Linked DNA regions of Capra hircus: region 2 is linked to region 1. The links are chromatin contacts, called in public Hi-C maps. All regions are on one chromosome and are shown on one strand. Each heading gives the region's core, a stretch centred on a gene start, on an enhancer-like site or on the middle of the called end of the contact. The rest is flanking DNA. Distances are from core to core; before and after follow the strand shown. Region 1 overlaps EIF4EBP1 (4E-BP1 protein). Region 2 has its middle 13 kb from the start of EIF4EBP1.

Region 1 (6,041 bases), core at 1,512-4,011:
AGAGTCCGGGGCTGCAGGAGGCAGTGAGTGAGCCTCACACCTCCGCCTGGGCTTTTGCAGGAAAGCCTGCCACCTTTGCTGGAGCCGGGCCTCGGGGAAAAAGCAGGCCAGGGGGCTTTATCCGTGTCCCCGCCCCCTTGCAGGTACCAGGATCATCTATGACCGGAAGTTCCTGATGGAGTGTCGGAACTCACCTGTGACCAAGACGCCCCCGCGGGACCTGCCCACCATTCCCGGGGTCACTAGCCCTACAGGCGATGAGCCCCCCACGGAAGCCAGCCAGAATCACCTGCGCAGCAGCCCCGAGGACAAACCGGCAGGCGGTGAGTGGCTGGGAATGGCTGGGCTCTCCCTCCAGGAAGCTGAAGAGCGGGCGTGGGGGTGGGTGGTCCAGGGAGCACAACTGCCCCGTGGAGCAGTCCAGAGGGCGAGGGAAGGGTCTGGGGTGCAGCATTTTCATTGGAACCCACTTTCCCCAGGAAAGGGGCCCAGGAAGCCCAGGCAAGGCCATTCAGCCTCATCAGATAGTCTCATTAGCGGGGAGCTTGTTTGAAAGGAGATGGCATCCAGGCGGCCACTTTCATAAGCCCTTGGATGACCTTTATACAACTGTCCCTGAGGCATTTCTCTGTGTCTGCAGCAATTTGGAACACACCCAGGATGTTTTTGTGCAGGAAGCTGCTTATCAAAAGCACAGTGTCCTTGCCCTCTAGGAAATTACACGTCTGCGGGATCAGAGGAGAAGGCAATGGCACCCCATTCCAGTACTCTTGCCTGGAGAATCCCGTGGATGGAGGAGCCTGGTAGGCTACAGTCCATGGGGTCGCTAAGAGTCGGACACGACTGAGCAACTTCACTTTGACTTTTTACTTTCATGCATTGGAGAAGGACATGGCAACCCACTCCAGTGTTCTTGCCTGGAGAATCCCAGGGACAGAGGAGCCTGTTGGGCTGCCATCTATGGGGTCGCACAGAGTCGGACACGACTTAGCAGCAGCAGCAGCAGCAGCAGCGGAATCAGAAAGGCGACAGGGATGTCAGGTGTCCTAGTGGATCAGGCCGTGGAAACAGTGCAACCAGTTGTTTCTGTAGTGGACAAGGGGAGGCTGGGTCCTTCCTCCCACCCCCACCCCCACCCCTCATCAATCAGAGCAGCCACCCCCGCAGAGGTGCTTGAATACTATCTTCAAGCATCAGGGACCGGCTAGCCAGAGTATCTGAGCTCTTGCTGTGGGAGGAGGGACCATAAGCACTGGCAGAGCCTGGAACCTGCTAACCCTTCACCTGAAGGCAGCAACCAAGCCCAGACAGGAAGCAGCTGGGCCCTCGAGCTTGGCTGGTCTTGCTGACAGCATGGAACCCAGCTCCCTGGGGCCTGCAGGCTGTGGTTCATCAGAAAGTCAGGAGCCCCACCTCCCAGAGCGGGCCGCACTTGGAGATCCATGGGCAAAAGAGAGATGGACACGGACCCACAGAGCCCAGCAGGAAGGACGGCCCAGGCAGCGAGGTTCCCTGCCCTGTGATAAGTGATGCACAGGGCTTCCCTGGTGGCTCAGTGGTAGACACCCTGCCTGCCAATGCAGGACACCCGGCTTGATCCATGGCCTGGGAGGGTCCCACATGCCTCAGAACAAGTAAGCCCATGAACCCCCAACTAGGGAGCCTGTGCTCTAGAGCCCAGGAACCGCAGCTAATGCCCCCACGTGCTTCAGCTCCGGAAGCCCGTGCACGCAGAGCCGCAACAGGAGAAGCCACTGGAGAGACAAGTGTGAGCCCTGCAGCTAGAGAGGAGCCCCCACTGGCCGCAACTAGAGGAAGCGTGAGCAGCAACCCAGACCCAGCACAGCCAAAAATAAAGAGACCAGTATTTTTTAAAAGGACAGAAGGATGGACAGAGTCGTGTGGTTGGTGCTCCACTCCTCTTTCCCCTTAAACCAGACTGGCCGTTGCGGATGGAGGCTGTCAGCACAACCTGAAGGCTGTCCACCGCCTGCACTTGCATACCCTCGCCCCTCCCAGCCTCTCAAGCTGTGCTGGCCCACAACAAAGGCTCTGACCCCACCGTGGCAGCCTCATAGGCCACACGGTTGTTGGGATGGGGTGGGCTGAAGGAGGAGGCACGTGGTTTTCCATGTTGCTTCACTGGATGTAAGAAACCAAGGCTCCTGCCCTTGGACAAGCATATTTGTGTCAACATAACCAGAAGTCAAGGGCGGTTGTTTCCCCATAGGGGGTCAGAGCAGGCCTTCTGCCCTCCAGAACCTTGGAGCAGCCTTGGCCAGGAGGTCAGGCACAAGGCAGTTTCATTAAAAAGGAAAACAACGTGCCGCTGTGTGAATTACTTGGAAATTCTAATGGTGAGAGTTGGGCGACGGCAGTGAGCAGCTGAATTCCCCAAATAGCTACTGTATTGCAGGGTCAGGCTCTTCTCTGGGGAATCAGGTGTAGGCAGAGGAGGTTACGGTACCATGTCCTAACCCAGAAGTTGGGACACGTGCTCAGAAAGGTTTTATGTTTTAAGGAGTATGTGTCTGTGAAATTATATTCATTTCAAATCACAAGGAGCCATTCACTCTTGTTAAAGAAAATACAAGTGATCCAGAACACAGGGCTGTCAGCTGTCCAGTGGGGAGATGTGGTCTCTGCTCTGGGATCGGGGGAGCGAGCACAGCTGGACGTGTGGCTTGGGAATTCCTGGGCCTGCCCTCTGTCCGCTATCCTCGGCAGCATGCCCCTGGCCCCTGCTCTCCCTGTTGGAACAACAGAACGGGAAACAGCACCCCCTTCCGGCCTCTCGAAGGTTCAGCCGTGCCATTTGCCCATGGCTCACCTGGTCCTCTGCCCCTTCTCTCCCCAGGTGAAGAGTCACAGTTTGAGATGGACATTTAAAGGGCCAGCCATCAGAGCGAGCCATGCCTCCGGGCCCCAGCGGCCCCTCTTGGGAGAAGCCACACCAGCCAGGCCTTATGCAAGTGACCATCTTGGGCAGGCGGTGGGCGTGGGGCCAGCCACCCCAGCCCCCTGCTCCCTCACTCAGGGCCCCTGCTCCCCGTTTTTCTTCGTGGACACCAGCACATACCTCCATGTGCCTCCAACTCTGCAGGAACTAGTACCCGGAGGGCAGTGACCTCGGGCGCATCCCGCAGCCCAGGGTCGGCAAGTGGACACGGAGGAGGCCTTCTGAATGGTCCTCCAGCTCTCCCGGCCCCCTCCTCTGGGGGAGCACCCACGCCCCCCCACCTCCCCGACTTAGATTGGTGTGTGGGGAAAGCTCCCCACCCCCTCCCTTCCTGAGAAAGGAAATAAAAGCCACCTTCGCCCTAGGGCCAAGAGTTGGCCCCTGTCTGAGCTCTTTTCAACTCTGTATGGATGGCTAATGCTTCTCAAGCACTTCCTGTTGGCCTCTCAAGTTGATGGTCGAGGGACCCTTGGTGAGGGGCGGGTGAGTAGAACACAGATTACCCTCGCGGTCCGGCCCAGGAAGTGAACCCCACACACTCCATCACAGGTGTCGTCCTGGCAAGGGTTGAGCTATGCTACTCTTGTCTCCTGTTTTTTGGTGCTGGAGGCTGCCTCTTTTCTGGGCTGGGCACCCCCCTAAACGTGTCCAGCGGTGCAGTCCCCTTTGCTCTGCAGCCCCCACACTGCAAGCATCAAAGGCCTGACCCCCGGTGTTCGTCAAGTGTCCCTGTGTGACTGTTAGCGGGCCACAGACCCCTGAAGAAGCTCCCTGCCTTGGGGATTTCATTGAAATGTAAGATTTGCCCATAGAAAAGGTAGCATGAAAGAGACTGCATAGGAATTGGTTTCCAGCGAGTGGTCCACATAGGGGAGGCTTCATGGAGCTGATGCTACAGCTGGGTCCTGAGAATACCTGGCTGGGAGGAGGCCAGGGCCCGGGTGGCCAAGGGCAGGTGGTCCTGGAGAAACAGGCTGTACCAGGACAGGGCATCAAGTTGCCTGCTTTGGCCAGAGCAGGCAGTTTGTGAGGGTGGGGGTGCCTTTCGTAAATAACAAAGGGGTTCAGATTTCTAAGGGCCTCAGATGCCAGGCGGAGGGGCCCACTGAGAAGCAGCAGGTGTTTCTCATCTCATATACAGGGTGTGCTGAAGGGCGGATGGCCCTTGACCAAGAGGCCATGGCCAACCTGGAGCTCACCAGTTCTGGACTCAGCACACTCATCAGCCTGCTGTTTGGGGAGCAGAAGGCCTTAGTGGCTGAGTCCCTTGCCTGTTTTTTCCTTTTTTCTTTTTCCCTATAGTTGAGTTGGAGTCTCCTCCTCTCCCTGGATTGCAACGGCGGCTGGAAGCCTTGTGCCTGGTGACAGAGTGTGGGAGGATCCGGGGCAGGTTGACTCAGGCATGCAGCATGTACTTTTCCTGTGGATAGGAAGTGAGACTTGGACGGGCCACCACCAGAGCAAAGACAACAACTAAAGCCCCAGCTAGGGGACTTCCCTCATGGTCCAGTGGTTAAGACTGCAGTGCCAATTCAGGGGCAGGAGTTCAAGCCCTGGTCAGGGAACTAAGATCCCACGTGTTGCATGGCATGGCCAGAAAAAAAAACAAAAACATTAAATAAAACCAACCCAACAACAAATAAAGCCCCAACTAGGATCAAACTAGAGATTGGCACAACTTTCCCCTAAAAACCTCTTACTCTCTCCCCTTCTGATGTCCAACCCGAGGCCATGATCACAAGTCCAGTCCCCTTCTTGGTCACATCCCAGTGTCCAAGGGTAGAAAGTTGGCCTCTCCAACAATAAGAAATTTGTTTACGTGTTGTGAGCCTTTCCCATTGAACAGAAGTATCTCCTCCGGAAAACCCAGGTATTTCTTGAGCATCACCCTGGCTGTGTTGCTGTGGAGTGGGAAAGGTCTGTGACACAGTCCTGGTCCTCAGGGAACTTAAAATCTTGGGGAGATAAAGCTCCTGTGGTCCAATTTAGCATCCACAGGAATATTCTGAGAAACCTTCACAGTTGGGCCTGCCCGCCTCAGGCATCACCCAAAGCTCTGATTTTGTAGTCAAGGGAAAACCCAGGGACAGCTATGGGGCAGAGGCCACACGCTATGAGCTAGGAAAGGACAAGGAACTGTTTTAAGCTACGGTGTGTGTGTCCCAAGGATCTTTTGACTTGATCTGGAGACAAGCAGTACTCTGGAGAAGGACACCCAGAAATGTCTTAAAGTATTCTTTACAGGATTGGCTGTTGCGTGGAAGCTGTGTCAATGCCCCGGATTACCGTGTGGTCAGACCAGAAACCTCCATGACTTCCTGCACCTCACCAAATGATCAGAGACAGCACCTCTTCCCCAGTCCACTGCCCTGGGGCAGCCTCTTCATTCATCTAGAAAATCCAACTGTTCCGACGTTCCTCCGTCTAACATGCTCTCTTGGCGCCCCCTGTACCTCAGGTCATCCACCATCCAGGAAGGCCCTCCCTACATCAAAACCCTACCTGTCCAACCAAGTCCCTTCTCCCTGAAGTTTAGTTCCTAACTCATGGCATTGACACAGCTTCCACACATCGGCCAATCCTGTAAATACAGACAAAATCAGTGCTTTGAGTTTCAGAACTTAACACGTACAGCCCTCCCTGACTGCCCTAAGCAGAGGACTGTGCCCCTTGCCTCAGGGCAATTCATCTCGAGTGGAAGAGACAGCACCCCAATGACGGGCAATAGACACCTCAGTTTCTGGAATTAACTAGAATAAAGCCTCCCTTCTCTCTGCAGCCAATTAAATGCATATGAAAAGGTAAGGAAACTGCAGATTAACTGGGGAAAAGTACGGCCCTTACAGATTAGGTTCTCTTGATGCACACATTCCAAAGAGTAGGACTTAAATGTGTCCTGCAAGAGAGGAAGCCCCCTGGCCAGAGTGGAGGTGCAGCAGTCTTCCCCCCAACTGTTCAGAAGTCAGAGGACAGGGAGACAGATTTTTTTTTTTTTTTGGATGAGGTAAATCTAAGTAATTTATTAAAGTGTGCTTTTAATAACAAATATAAAAATCTTTATCTTGAAAGTTTTCATATTTTA
Region 2 (6,152 bases), core at 2,008-4,507, 37 kb before region 1:
TATTAAAAAGCAAAGACATTACTTTGCTGACAAAGGTCCATCTAGTCAAGCTACAATTTTTCCAGTAGTTATGTATGGATGTGAGAGTTGGACCATAAAGAAAGCCGAGTGTCAAAGAATTGATGCTGTTGAACTGTGGTTTTGGAGAAGACTCTTGAAAGTCCCTTGGACTGCAAGGAGATCCAACCAGTCCATCCTAAAGATCAGTCCTGGGTGTTCATTGGAAGGACTGATGCTGAAGCTGAAACTCCAATGGCCACCTGATGGGAAGAACTGACTCATTAGAAAAGTCCCTGAGGCTGGGAAAGATTGAAGGTGGGAGGAGAAGGGGATGACAGTGGATGAGATGGTTGGTTGGCATCACTGACTCAATGGGCATGAGTCTGAGCAAGCTCTAGGAGTTGGTGATGGACAGGGAGGCCTGGCGTGCTGCAGTCCATGTGGTCGCAAAGAGTCTGACACAGCTCTATAGGTTGATGATTATATTTAGTTTATTGCTATGATGGACTTTTTTTAACTCAACTTTATTAACCACTTGATATCCATTGAATTTTGAATAATGAATCAGACTACATATCTGGAATAAATCCTATGTGGTCCCTGTATATAATTCTTCTCATATTTATAATTATTTTAGAACAATGAATTCAATTTGCTAATATTTTATTGAGGATTTTGAGAGTTACTGGTCTAAGTTCATGAAAGATATTGGTTCATAGTTGCTTTCTTTAGTACCATCTTTATCTGGTTGTTTTTTTTTTTAAGCTTAGTTTATTGAAACTATAAGATAATTGAGTGAGTGAGTGAATTCTCTCAGTCGTGTCCGACTCTTTGCGACCCCATGGACTGTAGTAGCCTACCAGGCTCCTCCATCCATGGGATTTTCCAGGCAAGAATACTGGAGTGGGTTGCCATTTGCTTCTCCATCTTTATCTGGTTTGATATCAAAATAATACTGGCCTAAAAATAAGTTGGGAAGTGTTCCCTCCTCACTCATTTTCTGGAAGAATCTGTGTAAAATTGGTGTTTTGTCTTCTTCAGGTTTTGGAGTGAAACCATTTGAGCCAGGAGATTTCTCTGTGGGGAGGGGAGAATCTATTCTATCCTGATAATAACTTGTTTGTGCCCTGGAGTCACAAAGGCAATGGCCAAGTTAGACTCTGGAAATGTGGAAATCATCAAGTCCCACATCCCTCATCACTTAGGAAGAAACTGAGACTTGGGGTAAGAGAAAGGACTTGCCCAGAGTCACAGAGCAAGTTAGCAGCAGAAATGAGAAGAGCCTGGGTACCGGGATGCTGTGTCCAGCTTCCTCTGCTCCTAAGTTAATGGTAGTGGCTCAGGAAGTGGAGACTTTTAACTTTCAGACCCTCCAGCATTCATTGCCCACTCGCTCTCTCATTGGTGATCAGAGACGTCCCTGTAAACAAGAGCTTGGTAAGAAGATTCCGCAAGCCCCTTCCAGCCCACAGTTAGAACCAGAAAGAGCAGAGGTCAAGAGCAGAGCTGGCAACCCAGGACCAAGGGCGCAGAGAGACAAACCTTTGGCAACTGAAGTCTCCCAAGAGAAAAGCAACCACAGGGTTGATCAGCCTGGGACCCAGCTCTCTCTGTTGGTCTGCTGTACACTGGGGTTCAATCCCTGGTCGGAGAACTCAGATCCTGCTAGCTGTGCAGTGAGGCGGAAAGAAATGTTTGTAATAAATCAATAAGTAAAATTAATTTTAAAAAAGAAGAAGAGAGAAGGGGGGCCACATCTCCCAACTGGCTCAGCAAACAGTAGAGAAAGTTAGGTCTTCTGGCTCACATCCCTCTGCTACCAGCCAGAGGCCACTGTCCAAACTGCAGATAAGAAGGTAGAAGGAGGGGACTTCCCTGGTGGGCCACTGGCTAAGAATCTGCCTGCCAATATGCGGGAGACACAGGTTCAATCCCTGGTCCAGGAACTAAGACCCCACATGTGGGATAACTAATCCTGTGCACCGTAACTACTGAAGCCCATACACCCTGGAGCCCATACTCCGTAACAAGAGAACCCACTGCAGTGAGCAGCCTGCTTGCCACAACTCGAGAAAGCCTGTGCACTGCAACAAAGACCCTGCATGGCGAAAAGCAAACAAGTAAATAAGAGAAATCCTTAAAAAAAAGAAGCCAGATGGAAGGAATGGGTAGATCGTACCTTCACACTAACTCAACACTCCTACAGCCAAATCCTCATCGTGGCTACAGGGTCGTCCAGTTGAACCTTCTGCAACGGAAATATTACGTATCAGTGCTAATGAGATAGCCGCCAGTCACACGTGGGGAGTGAACACTGGAAATGTGATGCAAATAAGGAACTACATTTTAAGTCTTATTAAATTTTTAAAATTAATTTAATTTAAATAGTCATGGGTGACTAGTGGCTACCGTATTGGATAGCGTAGATCTAGTGGAACCTCTGCAAGTGAACTCATGAACAAATTTAAAAAACAGGGGGAAAGCAAAATCATAATCTATAATAAAGGAAAGAAGCGCTAAGAGACAGCAAGTCACTTAAAATTGAGTTAAATACCTCTCTCTTCAGATTTGCCCCAGTATTACCCAATGCTCTGGTTTCATCTTATTTGGAGGTCTATGCATGCTGGTTTCTTAAAATTTCACCTTTGGCAATACAAAAGGAGGAGCCAATAACAGCCTTCAGGGACCCAGATGGAAGTTGCTAAGCAAGTGAAGAGTTAGTGTAGGAGTTTGTTTTGTTCTCTGCTAAATCTCCAGTGCCTAGACTATCTCCTCCCTGGCAAAGAACTCTCTCAGTAAAAACTTGAATGGGAACCTCCCTGGTGGTCCAGTGGTTAAAAATCCACCGGCCAAGGCAGGGGACATGGGTTCCATGCCTGGTCCAGGAAGATTCCACGTGCCACGGAGCAACTCAGCCTATGGGCCACAAGTACTGAACCTGTGCTTTAGAGCCCAGGAAGTCTCAGCTACTGAACCCACACTTTCTAAAGCCTGCTTGCTGCAACTAGAGAAGCCTCCGCAATGAGAAGCCCATGAACTGCAAGTAGGGAGTAGCCCCGATCACTTCAACTAGAGAAAGCCTGCCTGCAGTAATGAAGACCCAGTGCAACCATAATAAATAAACAAGTAATTTTACAAATCATACGCTTGTAAAAAATTGAGTAAACTTAAGGTAGGACAGACGGCCAAAGAAACTGGTCTAATTAAAAAAGGCATCAGGAGGACCACTAGAGGGCGCGCCAGCCCAGCAGCCGCGAAGCTGGGGACCAGCGGCGAGTAAACTGCTCACCGCGCTGGAGACTCCGGCTTCTCAGCGCTTTCCACGCTCCGGAGTTGCTTCAAAAGGGTCAATTCAGCCACCCCGCTTCCATCACACAACAGGTCTTCCTTTCCTTTTTATTCATCCCCACGTTTTCTCGTATGTGCGACCAGCCCACTGACTCCAAGATCAGGATGGCCAGCTATTGATGGACAGTGTAAGGCCCCCTGTCCCCAGGATGCTTAATAAATGTCACATTTTGCCCCTCAAATAAAAGAAATGGAAAGTCAAGGCAGAGCCCAGGCCTGGAAATCAAGAGGTTAGCTTCTAGACAGCTCTTTACACTCACTGGAAGTCCACCAAGTCCCAAAGATTGTGCTACCTGTTTTAACCCAGGTGGCTAGTATTACTTCCATTTTGTTGCTGTTGTTTGGTCACCAAGCCTGATTCTTTGTGACCCCATGGGCTGTAAAGCCTTCCAGGCTCCTCTGTCCGTGGAATTCTCCAGGCAAGAATAATGCAGTGGGTTGCCATTCCCTTTTCCAAGGGATCTTCCCCATTCAGGGATCAAATGGGATCTCCTGCATTGTGGGCAGGTTCTTTGCCATCTGAGCTACCAGGACAGCCATTCTACATATAAGAAAGTTGTACTTTAGGACTTCCCGGATGGAGCAGTGGATAGGAATCCACCTAGCCTATCCAGGGGACCCCGGTTCGATCCCTGGTCCAGGAAGGTCCCACATGCTGCAGAGAAGCTAAGTCCAGGCACCTCTACTACTGAGCCAGCATGCCCTAGAGCTGGTCATCCACAACAAGAGAGGCCACCACAATGAGAAGCCCTCCAGCCGCAACTAGAGAGTGGCCCCTGCTCGCCGCAACTAGAGAAAGCCCAGGCAAAAGCCACGAAGGCCTAGTGCAGCCAAAAATAAAATAAATAAAATAAAAATTTATAAAAAGATGCTACAGAAAATTGCATTTCAGAGTGACCGACACAGGTCACATAGATCATAAGCGGATTATGAGCCCATGATATTTTCTTTACAAAACTTGTGGAATTAACAGTATGCCATCAACTTTGAGTTCAAAGATGTTGCTACTGAAAGCACTGCTTTCTGTGGGGTCTACTGATTTAGGAAGAGTGAATGTTGAGTCCAGGGAGGGGAAAGAGAGGCAGTTATGCTGGACCCCTTCTTGGGGGGCTGGAGGGAGGCACAGTCACCACCCAGAAAAGCAGGGTGAACTCACCCTGGGCAAAAGTCTTCAAGGTTCCTTTCTGATATGGACTGAATGTGTCTGGTCCCAAATTCATGTGTGATGGTAGCTCCCCCAATGGAGTGATGGGAGATATTTAGTGGTATTTAGTGATTAGGCCTTCGGGAGGTTATAGTTAGGTTTAGATGGGGTCATAAGAGTGTCCTACCCCCACTGCGATGGGAATGGTGTCCTTATAAGAAGGAAGGAGAGACAGAGTTCTCTTTCCCCACACCATGTGATAATGTTACTCAGTCCAAGTTCGCTTGGCTTGCTGCAAGATAAGTCAATGAGTCGGAGATGAGGTATTGGGACAAGGAAGGGACTTTATTTGGGAGCAGGCTAGTGCCTCAAAATAACCAATTAACCAACTAGTTGGCGCCTGGATGTCAGATTATTTTATGGATCAGAGATGGTGGGAGGTGAGGAAACGAAGTAAAAAGGCCATTTAATTCCTGCAAGTATCTCCTAGAATGGCAAGCCTCAGATGGGGGGATATGTTAGTTTCATTTCCTTACAGTCATTTCATGGGTGGTGTGAAATGGAATATTCCCTGTCACAGTCACAAACAAAGATGTCACATCTATCTGTGATTCTGGCCTCCCCAAATGTGAATTTCTGAGTCTCGCTGGTAAGCAGTGGGCACCGGGCCCAGCGCCATTTGCCACACAAAGGATTCAAGAATGTCACAGTCCATCACCGGTGGGTGGGGTCAGGTTATCTCCCTGAGGCAGGCCATTATGTATGCTTATAATAACAAAAAGAGTTAAAGTCCTGGAAGCAGATCCAGTGCAAATTCAAAATTAGCGCTTCCTGGTTGTAAGAACACACTGAGACAGCAGCTGTCTGCAAACCGGGAAGCCAGGTCTCACCCGGATCTCTGTCTGCCAGCACCCTGATCTTGGACTTCCAGCCCCCGGAAATGAGAAGTCAATATTTGCTGGCCCTTGCCTCCACTGTAGCTTTTCCTGTTCTCTGGGATGGTTCCCCTCTCCTCACCTCAAGACCAGCTCCTCAGCTCCTGTGGAGTTTGGGGATCACAGGGGTGGTGGTGACCGGTATGGGCTTTGGACTAAGCGGGTTATAAAAACATCTAGATGTGGGCCGTGGTGTGAGGCTGGCTAGGCCCCCCAACCCCACGCGCCTCATGTGTGAATTAGTAACACTTGTCCTGCAAGGCCATGGGACCATGTACCTGTCTCATCGAGTCAGATCTCTCTCACTCAGTGCAGGCCCAGAGAAAGGACACAGGAAGCGTCCGCTGCTCTTCCCACTTGCTGCTGCTGTCTTGGAGGTCACTTCACAGTTAGCCGAACCTTTAGCTCGGAGCAGAGAGCTTTTCCTTTTATTATTTTATATATTTTTCATTTGCGGATCTTAGTTCCTCGACCCAGGGATTGAACCCAGGGCCCTCATTAGTGAAAGCTGGGAGTCTTAGCCACTGGATCATCAGGGAATTCCCAGTTCCCTGCAAAAAGTTTTGTGTTTTTTTTTTTAAATGAGATTTCAGATATCAAGCTGTGAGCGGAGGAAAATATTTAAGGACTGAGAACATTGAACATAAGGGTTCTGGGGTCCCCACTTTCACCTCAAAGCAAGAAGAGTACGTTGTGGGGCTCAACGCACACACACACTCACTTGC

What was found. Hi-C and Micro-C count contacts between places; a contact is called where the count stands out from the background.
Region 2: a contact with region 1 is called in a Hi-C map of blood, with 1.8 times the contacts expected there. The contact joins two enhancer-like sites. A contact is called at or near these places in 2 of 5 Hi-C or Micro-C datasets (both in blood).

What each region holds. Positions count from the first base shown.
Region 1 is chr27:12,403,946-12,409,986 of ARS1.2, reverse strand. It overlaps EIF4EBP1 (4E-BP1 protein), which reads left to right. Exons shown (of 3, transcript NM_001285589.1): 2 at 144-323; 3 at 2,858-2,889. The coding sequence ends at 2,889. Among named protein-coding and RNA genes, the nearest start is that of ASH2L, 17 kb to the right of the region's middle. Within about 2 kb of position 2,761, at least 3 of the 5 cell types and tissues checked have an H3K27ac peak or open chromatin away from gene starts, as enhancers often do.
Region 2 is chr27:12,441,181-12,447,332 of ARS1.2, reverse strand. No RefSeq gene overlaps it. Among named protein-coding and RNA genes, the nearest start is that of EIF4EBP1, 13 kb to the right of the region's middle. Within about 2 kb of position 3,257, at least 1 of the 5 cell types and tissues checked has an H3K27ac peak or open chromatin away from gene starts, as enhancers often do.